Regions from separate parts of the Anas platyrhynchos genome. Here region 1 is linked to region 2. Evidence: chromatin contacts called from public Hi-C data. All regions are on one chromosome and are shown on one strand. The core of a region is the stretch at or near the end of the contact, and the rest is flanking DNA. Distances in the headings are between cores, read along the strand shown. Region 1 overlaps LOC101799949 (organic cation/carnitine transporter 2). Region 2 holds the start of LOC139998677 (interleukin-5-like).

Region 1 (6,186 bases), core at 3,056-5,555, 67 kb after region 2:
TCAGACAGATTGGTCTTCCTCATGCGGTTGCCGTGAACCTCTTTCCATCTGCCAATTGTAGAAATCATGCTGATGGAGAGGGGGTGAGGTTCATGCATGCTTCCTTATTTCAGGTCATCCCTGAGAGATGTGACGTAAGTTCACGATCTAACAATATTATTTAGTTCTTATTATGGGTGGTTATAGCTTTACCATGACAGTCTGAACAACTGAATTCTACAGCTTCTGAGGCCTAGAGTAGCTTCTCATTACGTTTAGAAGGATACAAGAAGCTCTGGGAGGAGAAAATTGTTTCTGGGTCATTACCCTCCCTGCTTTGTGTATTAAGTCAGGGAGGAGGAGTATGGCATCCTGGCAGACCCAAACAATCAGGGATTTTCTCTGCCATGCCCCACTCCGGCTGGACAGCACCCAAGTCGTGTTTGCATGGCTCTGTGCCTGGGTTGGTCAGGATAACAGGACAGAGCTCGGTGGCTGGCACGGAGCCATCTTAACCGTGTCACTGCTAAACTGCAGCCGGCTTCCCCGTGACCAGGGAAACACACAATTGTCCTTACTGACAAAATCTATGGTGCCGTGGGAGATGCTGGGAAGAAGGTTATGCTTCACCAACAAGCAACAAGGTAAACGAGGTCATTGGATCAGGATGTGTCCAGGTGCGAGTTAGGCACAGAACACTCAGCACTGCCTTTCCTTCAGCACTGATGTGATAGAAGAACACAGAGAAACCTGACTGCACAGCATGAAGTGGATCACTGCCCATAGATTAGGTCTTTTTCCTCCTCACTTCACAATGGAAGAACATTCACGGTCCGGTTACTTAAAATAAGCTGCCTAGTGTACCTGAGGGCAACCCCTCCATTGCTGTGTATGATATGTCAGCTAAAACTAGTTTTGTCCGTACCTCCTCAGAATATCTCAGTGTTCAAAGAGCAGTTTCTTATTGTTTTGCTGCCTTTGTGCTTACTTACTCCCAAATCACATTCTCACTTACCACAAAATCACGGACATAATTGTGATAGTTAGAATATTTCGGGTTTTCATCAGATCCAAAATGGTGTATGTCTGTTGTCTCTGGGAATCCACATCCTGCAGCTGGAAACAAACAAACAGAAGCACGGAACATTAACATCACACAAGCAGAATTATTGTGAAAACAGGTCCACTGCCTGACTTGCACACCAGTATTCTGAGTACAGCTGGGTCCATTTCAGTAAGCTGCAGAGCCAAAACAGGTGCCTCGCTTCTAACTAAATGGCAATATAACCACAAGAGCCAAGTATCTGCGAAAGCAGTTGCTCCTTCCTAATTTAAAATCATTTAAAACTTAGGCTGACATTTGTAATCATTTTCTCTGCCTGAGGCTCCATAAAGCAGCTGCTTATTGTTACTTTTATACTTGAATTATAAAGCAACAACATTTATAATTTATATGCCACTGCTGGCATCATTCTTGCATCCAGTTTTGAGCTCAACACCTTCAGCATCATTTAAGTCAATTGCACCCAGACAAGAGGAGAGAAACGAGGATGAGACATTTGAAAAACATGGTCAAGGCTGAAAATACAGAGCTTATTTAGCCTAAGTCTGAGGGAGTCTTAAAAGAGCAAGAATGGTTTTCAAAGACCAGCAAAAAAGTGATAAACTGTCTACATCTACCACAGAGGAGGCAAGAAATAACAAGATTAAACTGCAGCAGGATAAATTTAGTAAATGACTCCTCATGCTGGACCTAACAGTAATGTATTTAAATTGAGACAAACTGCTGTGGAGCTGAAGAGTCCCATCATTATCTATCCTGGTTTTGAAATCTCCTTGTAAGAACACAAGCAAAAAGACAACGCATCACTTCTCCCTTCCCCATGAAATTTTTCAGCTCTTCAAAATAAAACCACGTCTGTGTAAACAGTGCAGACATTCTTCCATGAAGCATGCTAACAAGTTTTGTGCTTGATAAGATTATACAAGAGGAAAGATTATTTTTTTTTAATTTAGGATTTTAATTTAGACCTCTAAACAATGAGTAACAAGGAGAGATTTTTTAAAATATGTAAAAGGTGATATGAGAGGACAACTTGCATTGATTAAAACAAGAAATTCTGATAAGGCAACACCATATGGCTGAAGAACAATTGTTTTTTCTACATGTGATAATTTGTCATCACAAAAGAAAGTGTATTTTCAGGGTTTGTCAAAGTACTTGCTCCGTTTTATTTTATTTTATTTTTTAAATGGTTTCACAGTAAGAATGTTAGCAAGATTTTGGTCTGACAATCTTCCAGATTTTTCTGTTAGGTGATTTTATATCTATCTGAATCTGCAAGCCTACTAACTATTAGAAACCTACCCAAGAAAGAAACAAGCATCCACTTTAGCAACTCAAAATTATAAAATGAAAAAAAAAACAAACTATTGCTGAAATATTTTTAATTCTGACACTTGTTGAAATGCAAGCTGTCAAGACAGCTCACAACATTTAAGCAACAACTTCTCTCTTCATAACCAGAAGAATCCCTCTTACCAGATAGACTGCTACTATGTGCAAACACAAAAAATATGTACAAAGATTACTTCCTCCTCCGATTTTCCAAGACTCGAGAAAGTCAAATTACACTTAATGTTTAAAGACTGAATGTCTTTTGTTAGCACTGCATACTCCATGGTGTGTGCAAATGATTACAGATAAAAGTGAAGTAAGATTGTAGCTTCAAAATAGCTCACTCGCTACTTCAAGCTTTTCTCAACTCTCTCTCTGCCTGGTCCCATTTAACATCCAGTACTCTACTCTATTAGTTCAGCTTGCAACACTTTTTCCCCTAAATCATCAGGCCTTCCAGGAGAAGAGCTGGATACATTCCAAGACACAACACACAATGAAAAGACAAAAGCAACCGCTAGGTCAACCTAATTCCTCATCAGCATCTCCTCCATATTCAGGTAGGTGATCTTTTGGCAAGTTAATTGCTGGAGACTGATTTAGAGTGCTTAGGGTCTTGTCCCTCAACTCAAAATAATGTATTACTTCCTCTTGTGAACCATCTTGCCTCTGAGCTAATGCCAACAAGCAGTTTATGTAACTTCTGCATCAGGTCAGAGTTATTTCCAAGTGCTATTTTGCTCTGCAGATCTGGAGGATAAAACAGTAGCCTGCTGCTCATGCACTCCCAACCTCAGTGTATGTGCCTTCGTAAATCTTAATTTATTTATTCTATTAAAGGCAAGAAGATCTATTAAAGGCTTAACATTTGATCGTTTCCCCTTCTTCCCGAGCACAAGGCTCCCACAGCACAGGCTGCAGGCAGCTTTACAGCTCGGGCCCTTTCTCATCCACCACATGATCCTCCTGAAGTACTCTCCAGTTTTGCCACTCCTGGTTGCCAAGAAACCAACAAACAGGAAACAAAAAAAAAGGGAGGAAAAAACAAACAAAGCACAAAACAAAACCAGGAACACTGCAAAAATTTAAACAGTCGATGAGAAATAGGGCCCAGCCTTTTAGCAGCTGTGTAAGCAGACAATACAATCCCCATCCGCGGCAGCAAGAAGCTATGGCAAGGGCAGGGAGGGCAAAGTGATGGGCTGTGAATAAAACTATCACCCAAACAATTTCATTCCCTTCATATTGGACAATCCAACCAACCGGGCTCTATGCTTTGCAGACTGTTTGGGGATAGTCCCCTAATTGTCCTGGACCCTAATTGTTCTGAAAGCTCAGAGCCTGAATGCTGTGGGTGCTGCACCAGTTTGAGGAAAGCTTCAGACAGGAGCCCTGGGCGCTGCTCCATCCTGACTGCTCATTCCAACTGCGTGGGGCCTCACGGCGAGCCCGGATTTCTGAGAATCGTGCTGCAGTGTAAACACATTTCCTAAAAACTCAGGGGAAGATGCCAGCCTTCTGCTTTACAGCGCTTCAGCAAGCAAACGAGAGAACAGGGTAAACAGGACACTGAGGAAGAATGGCTTTGCACAGATTGTTTTGTCACAGCATTACTTTTACTTTAAAAAAAAAAGAACAGTTCTGCAGTTAAACAATTACCTGCTAATCTAGCTCATTTGCCTTTGAGCGTTAAACAGCATTTCTGAAAGTTGATGTGCTTGGTTTAATCTTTTTGGCCGTAAATAAGCACTGTGTAAATACCCAGTGCAGCCCTCCCTTCCCCAGGAACACCAGTTCCCTAGTCCTGCCCCTGTCTTCTGCCGCTTCTTCATCCAGCCCCGCTCAGAGACGGGGAACAGATCAGTATTTCTTCCTACAAATGGGAGATGGAGGCATTCCAGACGCAGTGACCTTAAGCCAGTGTTGGAGTCAGAGCTCGTTTTCTGTTCTCTTGCCACAGTGCTGGCAGGGGGTAAGTTTTTATCCCTACAGCATGAGAAAGAATGTGGGCGGGAGGGAAAAAAAAAAAAAAGGGTGTTCTTATGAAAGTCCAGTGAAAGAGCCATCATCAGAGGTCTAGGCTTTCCTGCCATTCTCAGTCTGTTCCAGGAAAACCAGGATGGCTCTCCTGCTATCTACAAATCAGTCTAGATAAACAGGTTTGCCTGTACCTCAGCCACCTTCCAGCCAAATTAAGCTTTTTCAATCTCAATAGCAACAGGTTTGAGTTTAATGGCTAATCATTTTGCTCAGCCTGGTTGAGAGGCCTTGTAAATCAAGTGAACACACAAAGGTAGTGACAATCAATTTTCCTGTCAACAGCTAGACAATGTCTAGTGTCAATAAGAACACAATTGAGCAACCATGCCCAGACAGACTCTACAGATCTCCACATTCCCCCGGATTATGCAAACTATTTGTCTGTCTGATGTGTGAATGAATGTGGAGCTGATTAAACAGCTTAAGGCCACCAACTGCTCAGACAAAGGGGAGATACTCAGAGGAAACAAGAACACCTTTGAAGAAATGGAGTAGTTAACAGCATCTTTTCTTCCTCATCCACTCTAAAGAGGTTCAAGTTTTGATCTCCTCAATACTGAGTGAAAATTAAACTAGAACAGTAATTCCTGTGCCACTGGCCAGGATCGGCTTTATATTAGACTAGGCAAGCATAAAATCTGTTCAGAGCATAACTACTACCTACAGCCAATCACTAGAAAACAGACATTTCTGTCCAAAAAGGTCAGTGTCTAGAGGAAAACAAAGGCTAAGAGACCAGGAGATTAAGTGTTCTCTGTTGGGTCCCAAGACATACTCCTCAACATGGCCAGAGGCTTGAAGGATCAGAATCAAGTCATTTGTCAGCTGCGTGGGCTAAGAAAGCCCACCACATTCGGAGTCCCTGGGATAAACTAGACTCCCTGCTAATTTGCTGACTTCATATGGGATACAGTCAGATACAAAAGCAACAGGTAAATCAAATGCATTACCTGCCCTCAAAATTAAATGGAAATGAGGTTTAAATGGAAAAGGTTTAAAAGGAAAAGAGCTGTCAACTGGATCAAAAACATGTTTGCATTAGAATGTTGCATGGGATTGGGACATCAAGGGTTTTAAAGGGTATTATGCTTTAAGGCATTTCAGGAAAAGGATGAACTTCTACCCATTTGAGAAAGACACAACACACTGCAGGCATAACTCAATTCATATGTTTGGAAATTAACTGTTTTCTGTAATCATTAATAGTTCTAGCAAACAACTTGAGTGCTAAATGAATATTACCTCACTAGGATCAAGTATTACATCTGGGGGTGTAATACCATTAATTTTTGCAGCCTTTCGGAGTATGTCTTCTGCCTCTTGAAACCGTCCCTGAGAGATTAGCCACCGTGGAGATTCTGGAATGACCCTGTAAGAAATGTTCATAATAATGTGTCAGCATTTCCACAGAACACACTGCTGCAGAGACCAACACACACTGTTCCAGGCCCTGAAGAGCTCAAAACTTGCCATACCTTGCAGAACTTACAGCAAAGGCAATAGAAATCAGATGTACAAGGTCTGACTAGCAGGCTGAACAAGAACAGATTAAAATGAGTTCATGGATTTAAAAAAAAAAAAACACTAAGGAGCTGAAGTATGATTCAGAAAATAAGAGCAACTAAAACCTTCAAAGTATGGGGAAACGGTTTAATTAAAGAAACTCAGAAATGTGAACACACAAGCAGCATTCTGTACATTAAGAGTATATGCTTAGTGACTAACGCCTATAAAATCAGTTCTTGACTTGCCTGTTTATGACACTGTTT
Region 2 (6,091 bases), core at 3,101-5,600:
GGATGACATCGCTCACTGATGCCAGGCTAAAACTCACAAGGCAAGCACCAACAAATACTGCTGACTGCTTAGAAGCACTAGACCTAACTAAGGTAGCTTTTCAGCAGAAAAGATCTCTAATTGCAGCATATTTTCACGCAACTGTGTGTAAGCTCAGCTCATACACACAAGAGCATACTTTCACTATTCTTTTGCAGTCAGAGGGAAATATTTTCATTTTGCTCTTCTGGAAACATTTTACTTTCTGAATTAGCACAGATTAACAGAAAGCTTGGAATGCCTGCAGTCCTCATTTTATGCCCTCTGCTCTTCAGTAATTACTGGTGCCAGGATAAGAAAATTCAGAGCACTTCAGAGCATTTTAAAATACCATCTGGTTGAGTGTGAGAAAGAGATTGTCAGTGTTCAGAGGGACTTGATTGCCAATGTGGGGCATCATCCATTTGCAGCCTGGCCCACCTGTTGAAAAGTCAACTTGGGAGAGAAAGGAATGATTCTGTTTCAAACCAGCCTCACCAAGACACATGAATGAGATTTTTTGGGAGGGAAAAACTGTAAATGTAAGGGCAGGGAAAGTGATGAGGCTGACTGTGCAACATTTAAAATTCACATTCAACATACACGGTCCTCTTCGCTACTGTGAATAAAGAGAAGCCTGAGCCTTGAGGCTGTCATTTTCAAGGTGTATAGGCAAAAAAATCAAACTCACCCAGAGCCTGGGCTTAGGGAGGTCTCTTGCTGAGGGAAGAGGACACCCAGCCATACTCCTCCTGCGGAGCGTGGTTTACAATGTGGGAACTGAAACCCTGGTGTCAACGATAAAAATCAGAAAACAAAGAAACAAAGAATTAGAGACAAACACAGAGTTACTTAAGGTGAACGAACTATAATCACAGATTTCTGGGCTCCTATCAATTTCATTTTCTGTTAGGTCGTGCCTTTACTCCAGCATGGGGCACAGAGAGAGCTGCAAATGGCATCAGCTTTGTCTGAGACCTTTTCTTCCAGAAACAAACAAACAAAAACAGCGGCTGATGCCTTCCCTTTGTGTGGAGAAAGGGAAAGCCTTGATTAGTCCATGCATTTCTAATCCTTTACTCTTTTGTGACGTATTCAGCAAAACCTTAAACACCAGGTTTAAGCTCTCCCTGCAAGAAGCAGATAAGGCATCGTTCCCATGTACCCTTGGCCCCGTCCACTTCTGCCCAGCCTGTGCCGATCTCCCTGGCAGAGTTAAAACCATTCCCCAAGGAACGCTCCCCAAACAGCAGCCCAGCTGCTGCCCATGGTGCTTCCAGAAAGCAGTCACCCCCACAGAACACTACAGAACTGTAAACAACATTCCTCCTGTCTTCCTAAGAAAAAGATGTACATGTTTTTTTAGGTCAAGCCTTTTATAAAATTTCTCAACTTTCCTGGCTTGACACTGGCTTCTGAGCAAGCCGCGGGTCTGCAGCTGTGGCAGAGGGGCTCCCAGGAAGGCCCGCCGTGCTGCAGGATGCTGGAAGTGCTTCACATACAGAGAAAACAATCGATGTAACATTTACTAACGATGTGCAGTGATGAAATAAAGTTTCCATAAGTGAAGTTACATGAGTCAAAAGCTGCCCATTTATTAAGATGGATTAAAAATGAAGATAAAGTCTTTCCAAGCCCTACGATCTCCTCATACATCTAGCCTGCCCATTCAGATAAGGGAGGGAAAAGACCCAACATGATCTCTCACAAATGTCACCCTAGGATGCCCTTTACCCACACCCATCGGTCCCATTTATCACCAAAACACCCACACATTCCTCCTGATGGTGCCTGGGGGCTTCCCCCATGGGCATGCTGCTGCCCACAGCCCTGGAGCATGGGGGACAGAAGAGAAGTGGCTTAAGGGATCCCCAAGCATCACCTCTGCCATGCTCCAGCACTGTCACCTGCCCCTTGTCAGCAGCTGCCACAGTCTTCAGTGGACAGACCATCGAGGACAGGAGCTGGAGCCTGCTCCTGGCTTTCAGAAGTTTCCCTTTTCTGGAGCCTGGCGAGGCACAAGCTGCTGCACCATATCCATGCTGCATTACTTAATCGGAGCAGCACAGAAAGCTTATCTGGGCATCGTAACTTCGTGCTTATCTAGATGAATGAGCAAAACCAGATACTGCAGATGCAGCTTCCAGCTAATGATGCCTCCAAAAAAAATCCGGAGGTGATGGTAGCATGTCAGTTCACGTGTCTCACTTCAGGGCCACCTCTCTCAGCACTGCAGTGTGTCGAACTGCCCTTGATTAGATTATTTATTCACTTTCATATTCCTGATCATTCCAAATTCAGATGGAGTAACTTCGGGTCAATCCAAGAGTTTGAATTTGCATTCAGTGCTTTTTTTCTCCAGCCTTCAAAAATTCTTCAGAATTATTTTATTTTTATTACTACCAATTCTGTTTGTGTTCGTGGTGCCTTCACTCTGCCCATGCTCACAGATCAGATAGATTCCAGACCTGTGGAGACCAAGGTTTACAGCATGGAGAAGGTCAAGATCTGTTGCTTTCATCACCCTTTTTGTTCTTAGAGGTGTCCTTCATCTTCTTAACCATGAACTCACATGTAAAAAGCCCTCAGAACAATGATGAAGCTGAGACTGAAAGCAATGACAACAGTTTGTGTGGGGACACTGAGCCAGTTTAGGGAAAAAAAAAAGACACAGGGAGAGTTTGAAGTTATTTCATGAAGAAGCAGGGGTAAAAAATGGGAACTGCATCACAAAGTCTTACTGTTTTGGAGTATGTGACAAAATGATGCAATGGTCATGAAAACATGAAGAACAAACAGGGCAAAGACAAGCTCATGATAGTGGTATTTGTAATAAATAAACAAAACAATGTAATTCTTGGGAACCAGGAATGAATGTCCTAATTAAAAAGAAAAGAAAAGCCCATTAAATTTGCCAAGGGAAAAAAGGAATTGTACAGTTCATACAAAGTTCTGGAACAGTGCTGCAATTCCACAGAAGTGATCAAAAACCCGAAACTCAAAAGGGAGGAAAAGTAAAGAAAGGCTTGAGACAGAAAATCTGTTAGCAGGCAAGTTGGCCAGGAACAAAATGGAGCTGTGCTGTGTGTGATGAGAAGACCCGAGCAGGAGGGATGGCAGCAGCTCCCCCAGGGACAGGACCAGCTCTGGCATGGGCTGAGCCAGCCCTGGGCAGAGGCAAAGATTAACAAAAAAATAATAAAAAAAAATTACACAGCAGGCTGGAGGTCCTGCAGCCCTTCAAAACCATGGTGCCCATGCAGGCCTCCAGGGACAGGGTCAGGGTCAATAGCTTGCCTGGCTGGTGGGTACAGCCCCAGTGCCTGCAGAAGGGGAAGGGGGCTCTGCCCCAAAACAGAACGCCAGTGACTGGGGTCAGCAGGCAGGGACCTGGGGGTCCGCCTGGGCCAGCCCCTGCTCAGGCAGGGCCACATTGCTGCAGGTTTGTGGGAGGTAAGTTGGAACAGACCATAAAACACTTCTTGCTGTTGCCGGAAGCGCAGTGGGCCAAAAAAGGGCTTTATGAGTTCATTCCCAGCATTCACAAGTTCAGCTGACAGAGTCTTTCTGCGGGGCTCCCTCGGTTCCCACTGATGCCACCGAGATCCTGTGCTGCAAGGCCGCGGTCCCTGCAGCTGCGTGATGAGAAGGCACCGCAGATAAACTGGCAGCGCAAAGACACTATCTAGTGATAGGGATGACAAACCAAGCAAGTGAAACTGGCAGCGACCAGCCAGATGGTTATTCTCAGCTGCACCACATAACCACCGCTGACTCTCCCAGTTTGAGGCACCGAGACACCGGGGTGTCACTCAGCTGCTGCAGCCTCAGGGCCCCGCTGCCAGCCCTGAGCTGCTCAGCACCACCAGCCAGGCAGCAACGTGCAGAAAGCAGGCGGTGATGTTAAGCAGACAGAAACATAACGGGGCCCTGAGGTTTGCCACCGCTTCCTCCGAGCAGCCAGAGCACTGCAGGGACAGGAGCGTGCGGCTGCGAGGCCCTCGGAGCTGCCCACGGTTGGAGCCCCACAGAAGGGAACCAGTAAGGGTTTCCCCGAGGGAACAGGGCTCCCTGGCCTTGCTGCATGGCCCCAGTGATCTCAAGCAAAGAACCATGACACTTCCAAGTGAACAAACACTCAGGTGTGACTCCCACAAGCTGTCCCCATCCCAGGCATGGTGGTGCTGCCCTGCTGGTGCTTCACCACCTGCCCTCCCTGCACATGCTCTGGGCAGTGGCACAGCCTCGAGTTAACTACTTGAGAGAATACCTGCATTTCAGTAACGTCTTATCAGAATTATTGCACAAACACAGCTGGTTTCTTTCCAGACATTAGTCCACCGATTTTCTGTGGTTGCTTTTTTCTCTGACAGTGCAGTCTTACATCGCCTATCAGTGGGCTGCGCCGTTATCAGCGGAGCCGGCCCCGATCTCTGGGGAAGTGTGGTGGGGCTGGCAGCTGCCTGGTCATGCTTCGGGTCATTCTGTGAGTTGCTGACTGAAAAAAATAAGAGGCCACATCCTTGCATCTTTACTACCTACTTCTGTGGAAATGCTGATTGGGTAAGGAGTATGCCCAAAGATTAATCACAAAATTTACTGGAACCTTTCCCTTCCAGAATGTCTCAACATGTGGTCTTTCTTTCTATATCAGTTTCAAAAATCAACCCAAAGTGTTTATTTCCCTGTACAGAGAACATAAAATGGTAGAGGACCAGCGCAGAAGCACTGACAGGTTCTCTGAGCACATCAGAGCAATGAGGACTCATCTGTATCTTATTTTTCTGGCTGCAGGCATCTATGCTGCTCCCCACATAAGCAATATAGCAGAGTTACTGTCACTACTACAACAGATGAAGAATTCAATGACAGGGGACAGTCTGGTAAGTTCAATTTATACTCTTTAAATATACAGTTTGATATATTGATGTACTGAATCATCTTATTCTCTAAATACTTAGGTTGTATTGAAAGTTTAATTTTATTTTCATTGGTGTTAATGATGATATTTGAAAGGCTTAATCAATAAATATATTATTTTTCAGAATCTGAGAATTGAAACTCCAGCTTCTATAGATGTAAGTAAACTTTTTTTAATTTTTTTTTTTCATATCTTTAGTCGTTGGAAATTAAGATAGCTTGTAAAGTTATCTCCTAAAATACTCCACTTGTATATAAGTATAAATGAAGCTATTATAATGTTATTAAATACTGGTAAAAGGTTATTAAAAATAATCAAGTGAGTCAAAGAAAAATATCTTATGATATAAAAGTAGCCAAGGACAGTAATACAGCATCTATTCTTGTTCTAGGTTTTTGTAATACTTCTGCAGAACACACACTGATTTTCTGAATCAACTTTTTAAATGATGGACAATAAAAAGGCAAGAGGAATGAACTCATTCACATTTCTTGCCTGTCCATCTCCATCCTACCTATTTAGTTTTTATTTTTATCAAGCTATTTAGTCTAATTTTAGAACACCTTTTTATACATGTTCCATCAACGAGGGTAGTTGTATTACCACATCTTGTCCAAATGATGTGGCTTGTGAGAACATCCTAGGACCAAAACACTGACTTACTGTGTATCCATGAACGGTGCCTGTCTTAACAGGAGGACCAAGTTCCTCTGAGTGCATTTTCTATCTCCGTTTGCTTCTCCAAAAACTTCTCATATTCCTTGGCACTTCAGAAAGATCCATGTTCCCTCTCTGCGTAAAGGCGATTTTCTCTGCAAGCTGACTTTAAATACAACTTTCTCTTGACACAAACACTGTTAATGAGACTCTGTTCTACTGCACATTGACTGGAAATTAGGTTTTAATGTGAGATCACATTCCAGCACAGGGTTCTTCATACTATATCACAGCCAGATAGGTGAGAATACACCCAGAGTAGTTAATTTACTGCAGGAACAGTACATCATAGGCATGGTGCTGACCTTCGGCAGCCATCCGTGTTTTCCCCAGCCATTGCTGATTTTTACTTCATTTTTATCACCTTCTTTTCCTGTTACACTTCTCCCCGCTCCATCCCTGCTTCTGATAGCAGCGTCCTCCTCATTCCCTCTT

What was found. Hi-C and Micro-C count contacts between places; a contact is called where the count stands out from the background.
Region 1: a contact with region 2 is called in a Hi-C map of F1 follicle, with 2.2 times the contacts expected there. The contact joins the enhancer-like site here to the promoter of LOC139998677 in region 2. A contact is called at or near these places in 3 of 8 Hi-C or Micro-C datasets (F1 follicle, skeletal muscle and subcutaneous adipose tissue).

Annotation. Positions count from the first base shown.
Region 1 is chr14:1,770,501-1,776,686 of IASCAAS_PekinDuck_T2T, forward strand. It overlaps LOC101799949 (organic cation/carnitine transporter 2), which reads right to left. Exons shown (of 11, transcript XR_005269318.2): 5 at 5,660-5,786; 6 at 995-1,095. Among named protein-coding and RNA genes, the nearest start is that of IRF1, 52 kb to the left of the region's middle. Within about 2 kb of position 4,306, at least 4 of the 8 cell types and tissues checked have an H3K27ac peak or open chromatin away from gene starts, as enhancers often do. A contact at or near this core is called in F1 follicle, where this site is marked.
Region 2 is chr14:1,703,497-1,709,587 of IASCAAS_PekinDuck_T2T, forward strand. It overlaps LOC139998677 (interleukin-5-like), which reads left to right and starts at 4,351. Exons shown (of 4, transcript XM_072023405.1): 1 at 4,351-4,901; 2 at 5,064-5,096. The coding sequence starts at 4,722.